Regions from separate parts of the Pan troglodytes genome. Here all the other regions are linked to region 3. A link is a contact called in public Hi-C and HiChIP or PLAC-seq data. All regions are on one chromosome and are shown on one strand. The core of a region is the stretch at or near the end of the contact, and the rest is flanking DNA. Distances in the headings are between cores, read along the strand shown.

Region 1 (3,450 bases), core at 203-2,702, 470 kb after region 3:
AAAGAAAAAAGAACACATAAATCAATCAGTATGTTACAGAGAAAAAAATAAAGAGATAAGTACTAAACGATCTGGGGAAGAATGAAACAAAAAATATAGAAAGAACTAACTCTGTAAAGCCAAGAGGGGCGCCAGTGAGAACAGCCTTCGCAGAGCAGCCAATGGTCAGCCATTCATTGTTCGGGAAGGCCATAAAACACAGATAAAGTAGGACAGTTGTACATTCAAATCCCAAAACACTCACCAGTCCTGTGATTTTTCATTGTCTTTATCCTCTCTGAACCTCACAGTTTTTCTCTAAAATAGAAATGCTGTACTCTTTGCCTCTCTGCTATAGGGATTGCATGAGATAATTTACGTAAAGTACACATCTGTGTACCTAATAAATAGTAGCAATTGTTATTTATTTGGTTTCCATTAAATAAGGTTATTTGGCTTAAACACTACAAGTCTGGTTTTAGTTCCTGATGAAATGTATTAAGTTTCAGAATGCAAGTTTCTCATCTTTAGAATGCAGACTAAAAACAAAAACCTCCTATCTTAACCATGATCAGAAATTAAAATTTGAGCATTGTGAGAGACAAATTTATTGGCACTTTTATAATAATGATCTTCAGCAGCCTTCAGTAAATGCTTATGTTCTATAATCAAATGCATACGGATCTCTCCTCTGAGTCAACTAAACCAACAGATTAGAAGAACCTAAACAGACAAATTCAGACATGGAATCTAAATAAATGAACAAAGACAGATTACTAACTCTTACAATCACTTAAGAAGACAACTAAGTTACTGAAAATTTATGGGTGGTTCAGGATGACTACTGAGATGTGGCAACATCATTATAAGCTAATGTCATACACTTAAGTAACTTATGAGTACAGTTGAATTGGGCCTTCTGTATAAATATCATGGTGTATTATTTATAATCAGAACCTTAAAGCTTTTCAATATTAACTACATCTTGAGATAAAAGATGATAATGTACTTCAAATTATTGAAAGATAAACCATTACACTAAGCCTTTTATACGGAAAGTTGAGCAAATATGACATATCGCAAAAATTAACTAAGCCAGGAAAACAATATAAAGTTTCATATAAGAGAAAAATATAAAAATTTGGAACAAAGAATGACCCAATTTTATTACACAATTGATCACCCAGCTAAATCTATAATATATATTTCACTCTAAACATACTTTTTCACTGGGTGCAATGGCTCACACCTATAATCCCAGCACTCAGGAGGCTGAGGCAGGAGGAGCACTTGAGCTCAGGAGTTTGAGACCCAGTTAATTTTCTTTTTTCTTGTAGAAATGGAGTCTCGCCAGACCAGTGAGACTCCATTTGTACAACAAATAAGAACATTAGCTTATGTATGGTGACGTGTGCTAAGGGTCCCAGCTATAGACAGGCTGAGGCAGGAGGATCCCTTGAGCCCAGCAGGTCGAAATTGCAGAGAGCCATGTTCACACCACTGCACTCCAGCCTGAGTGACAGAGCAAGACACTGTTTCAAAACAAAACAAAACAAACAAAGCACAGTCTTTCAAAGTTTAACCACAGTTTTAAATATAAAAATGTGCAAAAAAAAAGATAAAACATTGACCTGAAAGTTTCATAATTCAGGTTTAAAAGAAATGCTTTAGAAGCTTTTTTTTTCTTAGCCATTTTTCTCACAAGGTTCAAAAATTTAAGGCTTTTCAACATTGCTTTTATTGTCACAAAAGGTTTTCAATTACCGCTGTAAAACTGTTTCTACTTCACGTGTCAATTTTGCCATGTGCTGAAAAATTAAGCAGCAGTGCCACCAAATGACGAAACTCAAAATTTCACCAAATAGTGAGGCGAGGCTTATAAACACATGAAACCACCAGTCTGCCTACTCTTGATGTCTGCCTACTCTTGATCAATAACAAACATATTTTCATCTTTATGCTGACTTATTAATAAGGATTTAATGTATGCTAGGAAAGTATTAAATGACTTAATTTCATATTTTGAATAGAGTAATTTCACACAGTTTTATACAGCCTAAAGATATATCATGGCCAAATCTTACCAAATTCATATTTAATGTCTCAAAACCTTATCTTTGAAGAACCAATAGTATAAAAGTATTTGTATTTGAATAAATTTTCTTAACTAGTATTGCCATAATGCTTTTATAAGAATATCTAAGAATAAGAACAAGGTAGCCAGAAGCAATGAGTGTGTACACCCTGTGGGGAGCCTTACAGGCGTGCATGGAAAGTCTAAAAATAAGACAAAGATGGAAACAGAAATACACAAGAATTTACATTCAAAATATTTTATCCAACCTAACCAAGACAGAATCTCCCTAATTCTATTTTTCACTGAATTTTAATTCTTAAAACATTGCTACCCTTTTAAAAAACTGAATCGATCTTCCTTACATACTTCATTCACAATATAGCATACGTGATGGCTGAAAACGTAACACTATATTACTTGGCCCTCCCAAAAAAAGGACCCATCATCACATATTGTTCTCCATATCTAAATCCCAATTGGTACTACAATTTTTATCATTAAATATGTCAAAGAGAAAATTTTATAAAATTAGGTATATACTGCCAAAGAATCACAATAGTTAAGGCAGTGATTTTTTTTCCCTTCACTTTTAAGTTCCAGGGTACATGTGCAGAATGTGCAGGCTTGTTATATAGGTAAATGTGTGCCATGGTGGTTTGCTGCACAGATCAACTCATCACCCAGGTATTAAGGCCAGCATCCGTTAGCTATTCTTCCTGATGCTCTCCCTTCCTCCACATCCCTCAAAAGCCCCAATGTGTGTTGTTCCCACCAATGTGTTCATGTATTCTCATCGTTCGGCTCCCACTTATAAGTGATACCATGAGGTGTTTGGTTTTCTGTTCCTGTGTTAGTCTGTTGAGGATAACAGCTTCCAGCTCCATCAATGTCCCTGCAAAGGACATGTTCTTGTTCCTTTCTGTGGCTGCATAGTATTCCATGGTGTATATGTACCGTGTTTTCTTTATCCAGTCTATCACTGATGGAAATCTGGGTTGATTCTATGTCTTTGCTATCGTGAATAGTGCTGCAATGAACATACGCATGCATGTATCTTTATAACAGAATGATTTATATATTTTGGGGTATATACCCAGTAATGGGATTGCTGGGTCAAATGGTGTACCTGCTTCTAGATCTTTGAGGAATCCCCACACTGTCTTCCAAAATGGCTAAACTAATTTACACTCCCACCAACAGTGTAAATGCATTCCTTTTTCTCTGTAACCTTGCCAGCATCTGTTGTTTCTTGATTTTTTAATAATTGCCATTCTGACTGGCGTGATATGGTATTTCTCTGTGGTTTTGATTTGCATTTCTCTAATGATCAGAGACGTTGAGCTTTTTTTCATGTTTGTTGGCTGCATGCATGTCTTCTTTTTAAGAAGTGTCTG
Region 2 (3,157 bases), core at 114-2,613, 260 kb after region 3:
GGTTGACAATTCTAAAAGACACAGATTTGCTTGAAAGCAGCTAAAACAGAAAAGCGCCTTTCAGGGCAGTAGTTGATAAACTCTGAAACACATTTCTGAACGGCCTGTCCTAATCCCATTCAGAAAAGCTGGCAAAATTATCACCAAAAGAATTCGACAATGGAATGTTGGACTGGAAACTGTGGGTATATGAAAATGAGGCCATTCAGGAAAAAGCAAGCCACTTACTGCGCCGCTCTCCCCCCACCGCCAAAATAAATGTAAAAGTGAATGCCCAGGAGAACGGGAGTAAAAAGATTTGGCTGGGAGCATTAACAGCTGTTCTTGACAAAGCCGGAGCGGGGGAGCCCCAGGGCTGCACCCCCGCTCCCACGGCGCCGAGCACAGGTACTCCCAAGCCCGCAGGGAGGCGCGGCGGCCGCTCACCGCAGACACACCCCGGGGCCAGGTGTCGGCGGCACCCGGCAGGAGCCGGTCACGGCCTGGGGCTGCGGCCCGGCCGGTCCCGGCGTGGGGATCTCACCCTACAGCCTCCCTCATCTCCGCCTCCCTTTAGCTCAGGCCGGGGACACAAATCCCTCTACACGACTGCGGGTAGTTTTCAAGGACTTAAAAATAAATGCGCAGGCTTAAGTTGCGAAACTCAGCCCCACAGAGTGCCACGGGGAAGCAGCTTTCTAGCCCAGCCGAGATAAGGCGACAGTCCCCAGAGAGACCGCGCCATCCGGGAAGCAGGGGGTGCTGGGCTGCGCGCGGGGAGACCGCGGCACGGAGCCCTGGCAGCTTCCTGCCCGGAGAAGGCAGAGGCCGCGGGCTGCTCCGCTTCCGCAGGTCCTGATTCCCGGCCCACGGGGACCCGAGGGCGAGGGGAGAGAGAGACCGACCCAGGGCGGGGATGGGGGAATGTCGAGACCACCGCCTTCTCCGCGGCTAGGGGTCCGCCGACGCTGGGTCCCCGTCGACCCCGCGCCGGCCGCGCGCCCTACCTCGCGCCTCGGCTCCTCCTCTTTGTTCGCGGCCCCGCAGCGGCTGCGGCGGCTGATGCAGATGCGGCCCCACCGCGCTCGCCGCTCGCAGTGTCTCTGACGCCGCGGCGGCACCGGGAGACTCCTCTCTGCTGCCCCCCTCACGCGCGCACACACACCACGCCGCCGCCGCCGCCGCCGCCTCCCACTTTCCCAGCCAAGGAGGGCGGAGGAAGAGGAGGAGGAGGCCGGGCCGCAGCCGGCGCCCGGGGCGCAAGGGGGCGGCCCCGCGCCACAGCGCCTTCCCCGGGAGCGGGCGCGGCACCTTTTGGAGCCACCCGCCGCCGCGCCGGCCTCCCGCGCTGAGGTGACCTGCGCCCAGTACCCCGCCGGAGCCCGGGGGCGGGATTGGGGCGGCGGCCTGAGGGGGCGCTGCAAGAGCCTAGAGGATGGGGAGCAGGGCCCCCAGGGGACTACGAGGGGAAGGCTCGGGGACGGACGCCTTCTGCCTGAGGAGAACGCGCCTGAAAAATGGAGCCACCGGACGGGGAGGCGGCGGGAGTGGAGGCTGGGGGAAGCAGGAAGAAGCCCCGGGACAGGGTCCCGCCGCCTCCTCCTCCCCCCGGCGGGGCTGGGCGCCCTGGACGGACCCTTCCTCCCCAGGCTGGGCGAGTCGCGGCGCGGGAGGGGCTGGGTCCGCAGAGGCGGCGGGAGCAGCCCTGGCGGGAACCGATCCCGCTGCGCTTTGCGTCTGGTTGCCCACCCCGGACACTTACTTGGTAGAGTCGGAGCGAAGTGTTGCCCCTTAGGGCCGAGAGCGGCGTGGTGAATCGATGGGGACAGTGCCGCGGCCACCTGTCCGCACCCAGCCGTCAGTCACCCCAGGACCCAAACCGGAGCAAGCCTGGAGGACCGCTGACCCCAAAGCCCAAGACTAGGAAAACGGTAGTACGGACTTCCAACCCAGGCTCGCGGGCTCTGTTATCCCTGCCCTAAGTGGGGAGAATTGAGTCTGACCTCAGGTGGGCTGGCACCGCAAAGCACGCTGAGAGGCGCCTCTTTTATCTGAGCCTGGGTGGCTGCCATCATCGCAGTAATCTTTGTTTTGGTTGCCCCAAGCACACACCTGTAAACCGAAGTGGAGTTTTGAAAAACATCTTGTCCATAGGTTTTGAGGTTTTTCAGTCTCGATTTAGTGGAGAAGCAAGTTAAAATTTTGTCACTGATCTAAAGTTGACATTACTATATTTGCATGTACCATCAATTTACAAAAAGTTATCCCAAATACCCTTCCTCAAAGGTGGGCAGAAACTAGGTGGTTATAAGAAGAAAGGGTTACAACAGATGATGCAAGAAATCTCTGCCCAGCCACCAACTAGGTTTATGATTTGACGAGGAGTCTCAGTTTATCCTCTAGTCTCCAGCTAGGGCCACGGCTGAACCATTCAAGACATAAGGATCACATAAGCCTGAAAAAATTATGACAGCTAACAATGATCACTCACTGTAAATCAGGCACTGTGCTGAACATTTTTCATGCATCAGTTCAATTCTCACAGCAACCCTCTATGTCATCTTTTCTCAGCCTTGTTCTAAATAGATTCATATGCTGAGAGTCATAATGTATGAAAACCAAAAATAATAGCCCACTTCCCCTTCCATTAGAAGTGAGCAAATACATGGGCATTTGAGCTGAGAAAGACGACGGAAGGAATGAATGGAATGGAGAATTTCTAGTCCAGTTTGCAAACTGAAAGTTACTACTTAGTTCTGCATGTGGAACTGGGCAGATAGATGAAGATGAGGCTGACCAGAAGATTACAGTCAATAAACAGATAGGGATTATTTGCAGTTATTAAAACTGAAGCTCAAATAGGCTAACTTTCCCCTGGTCACACAGTAGGTAATGTTGAACCAAGACTCAGTCCCAGCTCTCTGGATTCCAAGTCCAGTTCTCTTTCCACCATTCCAAGGCCCTGTCTTTTGGACAGGACCGTCATATCCCCACCCTAGGCAAAGCAAAGCAGTGTGTCTCTTCCCAAGGGAAAGAAGAAACTGCTAATCATGTAATTACTCGAAAGCAAGGGACAGTTTTTATTGTGTTCTTATTTTGGTTTCCTATGTATTTTTAGAGAGCAGCACACAAGGTCATAGGTAGAATGGTGCAGCTCTTGAAACTCCCGGCAAAAGAA
Region 3 (3,464 bases), core at 169-2,668:
CTCACAACCAGCACTGAACAGGTGATACCAAACCGATCAATAATGTTAACTTAAAAATGAACAGCCACACCTGGCGTCTATAGTCCCAGGTCCTTGGGAGGCTGAGGCGAGAAGATCTCTAGAGCCAGTAAATCAGGAGTTGGGGTACAGCCCGGGCAACATAATGGGAAGCCCTCTCAAAAAAAAAAAAAAAAAAAAAAACAGATACACAAAAACAGTAAGAGCCACAAGACGCACCCCTAGGCCTCTGTTCTCCCCATGCCTCCCTGATAGTAAATGAAGTATAATTTTGTCCATTCTGGTGATTAAACAAATAGCATCTTCGGATCTAACGTCCTATTTCTCCCTAAACTCAATGAAGAGTTATATTCACAAAATGACTAATCCATTAATAATAAGCCGGAAATAAAAAACCCTTAAGTTTAAATGCAATAAAAAAGAATTTGGCAGAACAAAGTTCAATTGTCCATTTGCAAAACTCACCAAAACAATTTAATAACATTAAAGCAAACCAGGTCTATCTCAAAATTGGCTGGTACTCAAAAGGGTTTCTCTATCAAACACTGCTTTGTGCATTCGCGCAGGGCCAAGGCACGGCCCTTGGGCAAAACTGAAGGGAGCCGTTGATACCTGCACTCCCACCTTTCCTGCCTGAACTCCTTTCGGCCCAGCCCTGTCTCCGGGGGCCGAGAACTCGCCCTTTTCCCTACATTAAAAGTAAACTGTTACGTGGCTCTCTCCCACAACAGGGAAGCTCCTCAGCGTTAGCACTAGCCGCAGGGCGGAGGGTGCGTATAGCGGGGCCTCACAAGACTACGAGGTCTCAAAGAAAACCCCAAGTGTTCAGCCCTCGGCGGCAAGCTGCGTGGCCGGCATTCTGCGAGGCATAGGGAGATCGCGGGTTTCTGCACGAGACGCATTCTACCCTTGGAACGGGAGAGCGCCTGCACGCGGCTGCATCGAGTAATCCCAGAGCCCTAAAGGCCAGACCCACTCTTTTTACAAAGGAGATTTTCTTTAGGCGCCTGGACCGCGGCCACACAACTGGACAACTCCAGTTTAGTACCTACCGCCGAGGTCACCGGCGGCGGCTTTGGCCCCTTCCAGGTTTCTGGCAATGACCGCCAGTCGGTAGCCTTTCCGGGCCATTAACTGGGCCACAGCCCTGCCAATGCCTCGGGAGCCTCCAAAAACAGCACACACTTTGTCCATCTCGGAGTCACAAACTCGGAGGAAAGAGGGTAGGGAGTGGGAGCCCCTCTCCAGGTTCCCTCAGGCTTTTAAACAACCGCGGTTCCAAAAAAAAAAAAAAAGGCAAACCGCAAAAAAAAATAACGCCGCTCGACACCTCCTGCAGCCGGACAATAGTAATGCAAGACGCCGTGAAAAGGAGGAAGAGCTCGACGTCGCCGCGTCGACGTCATCACGCACGGACTCTTCCGCGCCACACCTAACAAATACGCCGACGAGAGCTCCCCGCCGGCGGAAGAACGGCCTGGAGAGGGCCTCGATGCTTGCTGGGACCTGTAGTCTTGACGCACGAGAGCAACTGGCGCAGGCGCGCTGCTCGGTGGGAAATGTACTTGTGGCACTGAGGGTTATCATCTGTCCCCGCTGGGTCATATCAGTCGGGATTCGAGCCCCGGTGACCAATCGACCCGGTTTGTTCGGAACTGACAGGGTTGTCAAGACGCTGGGCTTTCCCTGGCAAACCGAGACGACCTGATCACGTAGTTAGAACCCAGAGAAAGCATTACTGGGCATGAGCGGTCGGGGCTCCGGTATATGCCCTTCGCCCAGGTGTTGTTTTGGCTACAGACTTGATGTCCTACCTGTTGAAGAAGTCCCCAAGAATCGCACCCACACCAAAACCTACCCTACCTGTTCCTCCCCCAGGTTGCTGTAGAAATGGACCTCTACCCGCCCAGATGTTACCATTCATCGCGAAGGGTGTCGTGAAGATGAATGCCCTGTCGAACATCATCCAGCAGGAGGTCAAGGAATTTTAACTGAATGATTCAATAGTCTTGCAAGATCTATGAAACAAGCTTCGACTGCTGTAGAGAAACAAAAATGGGTTCCTGCAATTCTAAATAAGATGTACTGGGTGCTCTGAGAGTTAATAAGCTAAAAAACTCAATGTTTGTTACAATTATAGTGTAAACAGAAAGCATTTCTTGATACAATATTATTTTACTAGATTCAGAAAAGTATGAGCCATGGTCCCTACCACTAAAAAAACTACAACCCAGAACTACAGGACTAATACACATGAAACACTAGGAGGTATCCAAAATCATACTTAGTAAAATGCAAAATTATATTAACACAAGAGCTCCGAGAAACTGGAGATCAGTGAAGAATGAAGGGGTGCATGGAAAAGCTGGATTTGAGGGCTGGATGAGGTTTGAAAAAAGGAAAACTAGAGCAAAAAGTCTGTAAATAAGCAAGTTGAGCATTATTTTAAATTTGTTATTCCTATTCCATTTAGATCCAAAAAAAGATTTGAAATGGTTTGCAAAAATACATGAGTATTTGAATTTGAAAGGCAAAGAGGACCACTGCCCCTTCTCCCACAAGGCCAGAACAATAAATTAGGTCAGTGGAAAAAATACGAATAAAGTCATGCTATAAGAAGCTATTTAGTATTAAAGAAGAGATTCATAAACTTAGAGTTTCCTGCCAGCGAAAGCAACAAAGGAAATATAATTACAAGTGGTAATTTCTGTAAGAAATCAGCCTCCTGGTTATGCAGCAGAGAAGCCTGAGCAAAACTCCCTCCTCATAGGTCCTCCTAAATGGCACACTAAGCATTGTAGTAGACAGTGAGCTTCATGAAAAGAAAAAGAGATTGTAAGGCTGTTTTCATAGCATCTATTAGACTTTATTAAAAGCAAATACAATAGGAAGTTAAACAATATAAGCAAACAGTCACACATAAAAATTGTGTCTTTGAAACAATATATGTTTGAAACAATGAGGAAACAAGCCTGAGGAAATTTGGGATGGTGCTATATTATAGTCAGCTTTAAAGTCAGGTGCCAAGCATTAAACAGGCCTTTAACTGCAGAAGTAACAAGATAAGAGCTGCATTTAAGAACTATTAGCAGGCCAGGCATGGTGGCTCATGCCTGTAATCCCAGCACTTTGGGAGGCCGAGACAGGAGGATTGCTTGAGTCCAGAAGTTCAAAACCAACCTGGGAAACACAGCAAGACCCCCGCCCCCCCGACCCCCATCTCTACAGAAAATACAAAAAAAATTAGCTGGACATGGTGGCCTACCTGTGGTCCCAGCTACTCGGGAGGCTGAGTTGGGAGGATCATGTAAGTCCAGGAGGTCAAGGCTGCAGTGAGCCATGATTGCACCACTGCAGTCCAGCCTGCATGACACAGCAGGACCCTGTCTCAAAATAAAAGTGTTCTAAAAAACAAACAGTTTCCCAGTGATATAAAAATGGGCCAG

What was found. Hi-C and Micro-C count contacts between places; a contact is called where the count stands out from the background. HiChIP or PLAC-seq counts read pairs in DNA pulled down with a chosen protein or histone mark.
Region 1: a contact with region 3 is called in a Hi-C map of stem cell-derived neural progenitor cells, with 6 times the contacts expected there. The contact joins the enhancer-like site here to the promoter of CBR4 in region 3. A contact is called at or near these places in 4 of 7 Hi-C or Micro-C datasets (blood, induced pluripotent stem cells, a lymphoblastoid cell line and 1 more), 1 of 1 datasets of contacts at active chromatin or transcription factors (stem cell-derived excitatory neurons) and 1 of 1 other capture datasets (stem cell-derived neural stem cells).
Region 2: an H3K4me3 HiChIP or PLAC-seq map of stem cell-derived excitatory neurons shows a contact between it and region 3, with 17 times the contacts expected there. The contact joins the promoter of SH3RF1 here to the promoter of CBR4 in region 3. A contact is called at or near these places in 1 of 7 Hi-C or Micro-C datasets (stem cell-derived neural progenitor cells) and 1 of 1 datasets of contacts at active chromatin or transcription factors (stem cell-derived excitatory neurons).

The regions. Positions count from the first base shown.
Region 1 is chr3:171,165,074-171,168,523 of NHGRI_mPanTro3-v2.0_pri, forward strand. All of the region lies in intron 23 of NEK1 (NIMA related kinase 1), which reads right to left. Among named protein-coding and RNA genes, the nearest start is that of NEK1, 120 kb to the right of the region's middle. Within about 2 kb of position 1,453, at least 3 of the 24 cell types and tissues checked have an H3K27ac peak or open chromatin away from gene starts, as enhancers often do. A contact at or near this core is called in stem cell-derived neural progenitor cells, where this site is marked.
Region 2 is chr3:170,951,691-170,954,847 of NHGRI_mPanTro3-v2.0_pri, forward strand. SH3RF1 (SH3 domain containing ring finger 1) reads right to left here and starts at 1,364. Exons shown (of 12, transcript XM_517530.8): 1 at 987-1,364.
Region 3 is chr3:170,690,540-170,694,003 of NHGRI_mPanTro3-v2.0_pri, forward strand. CBR4 (carbonyl reductase 4) reads right to left here and starts at 1,419. Exons shown (of 6, transcript XM_054683921.2): 1 at 1,071-1,419. The coding sequence starts at 1,212.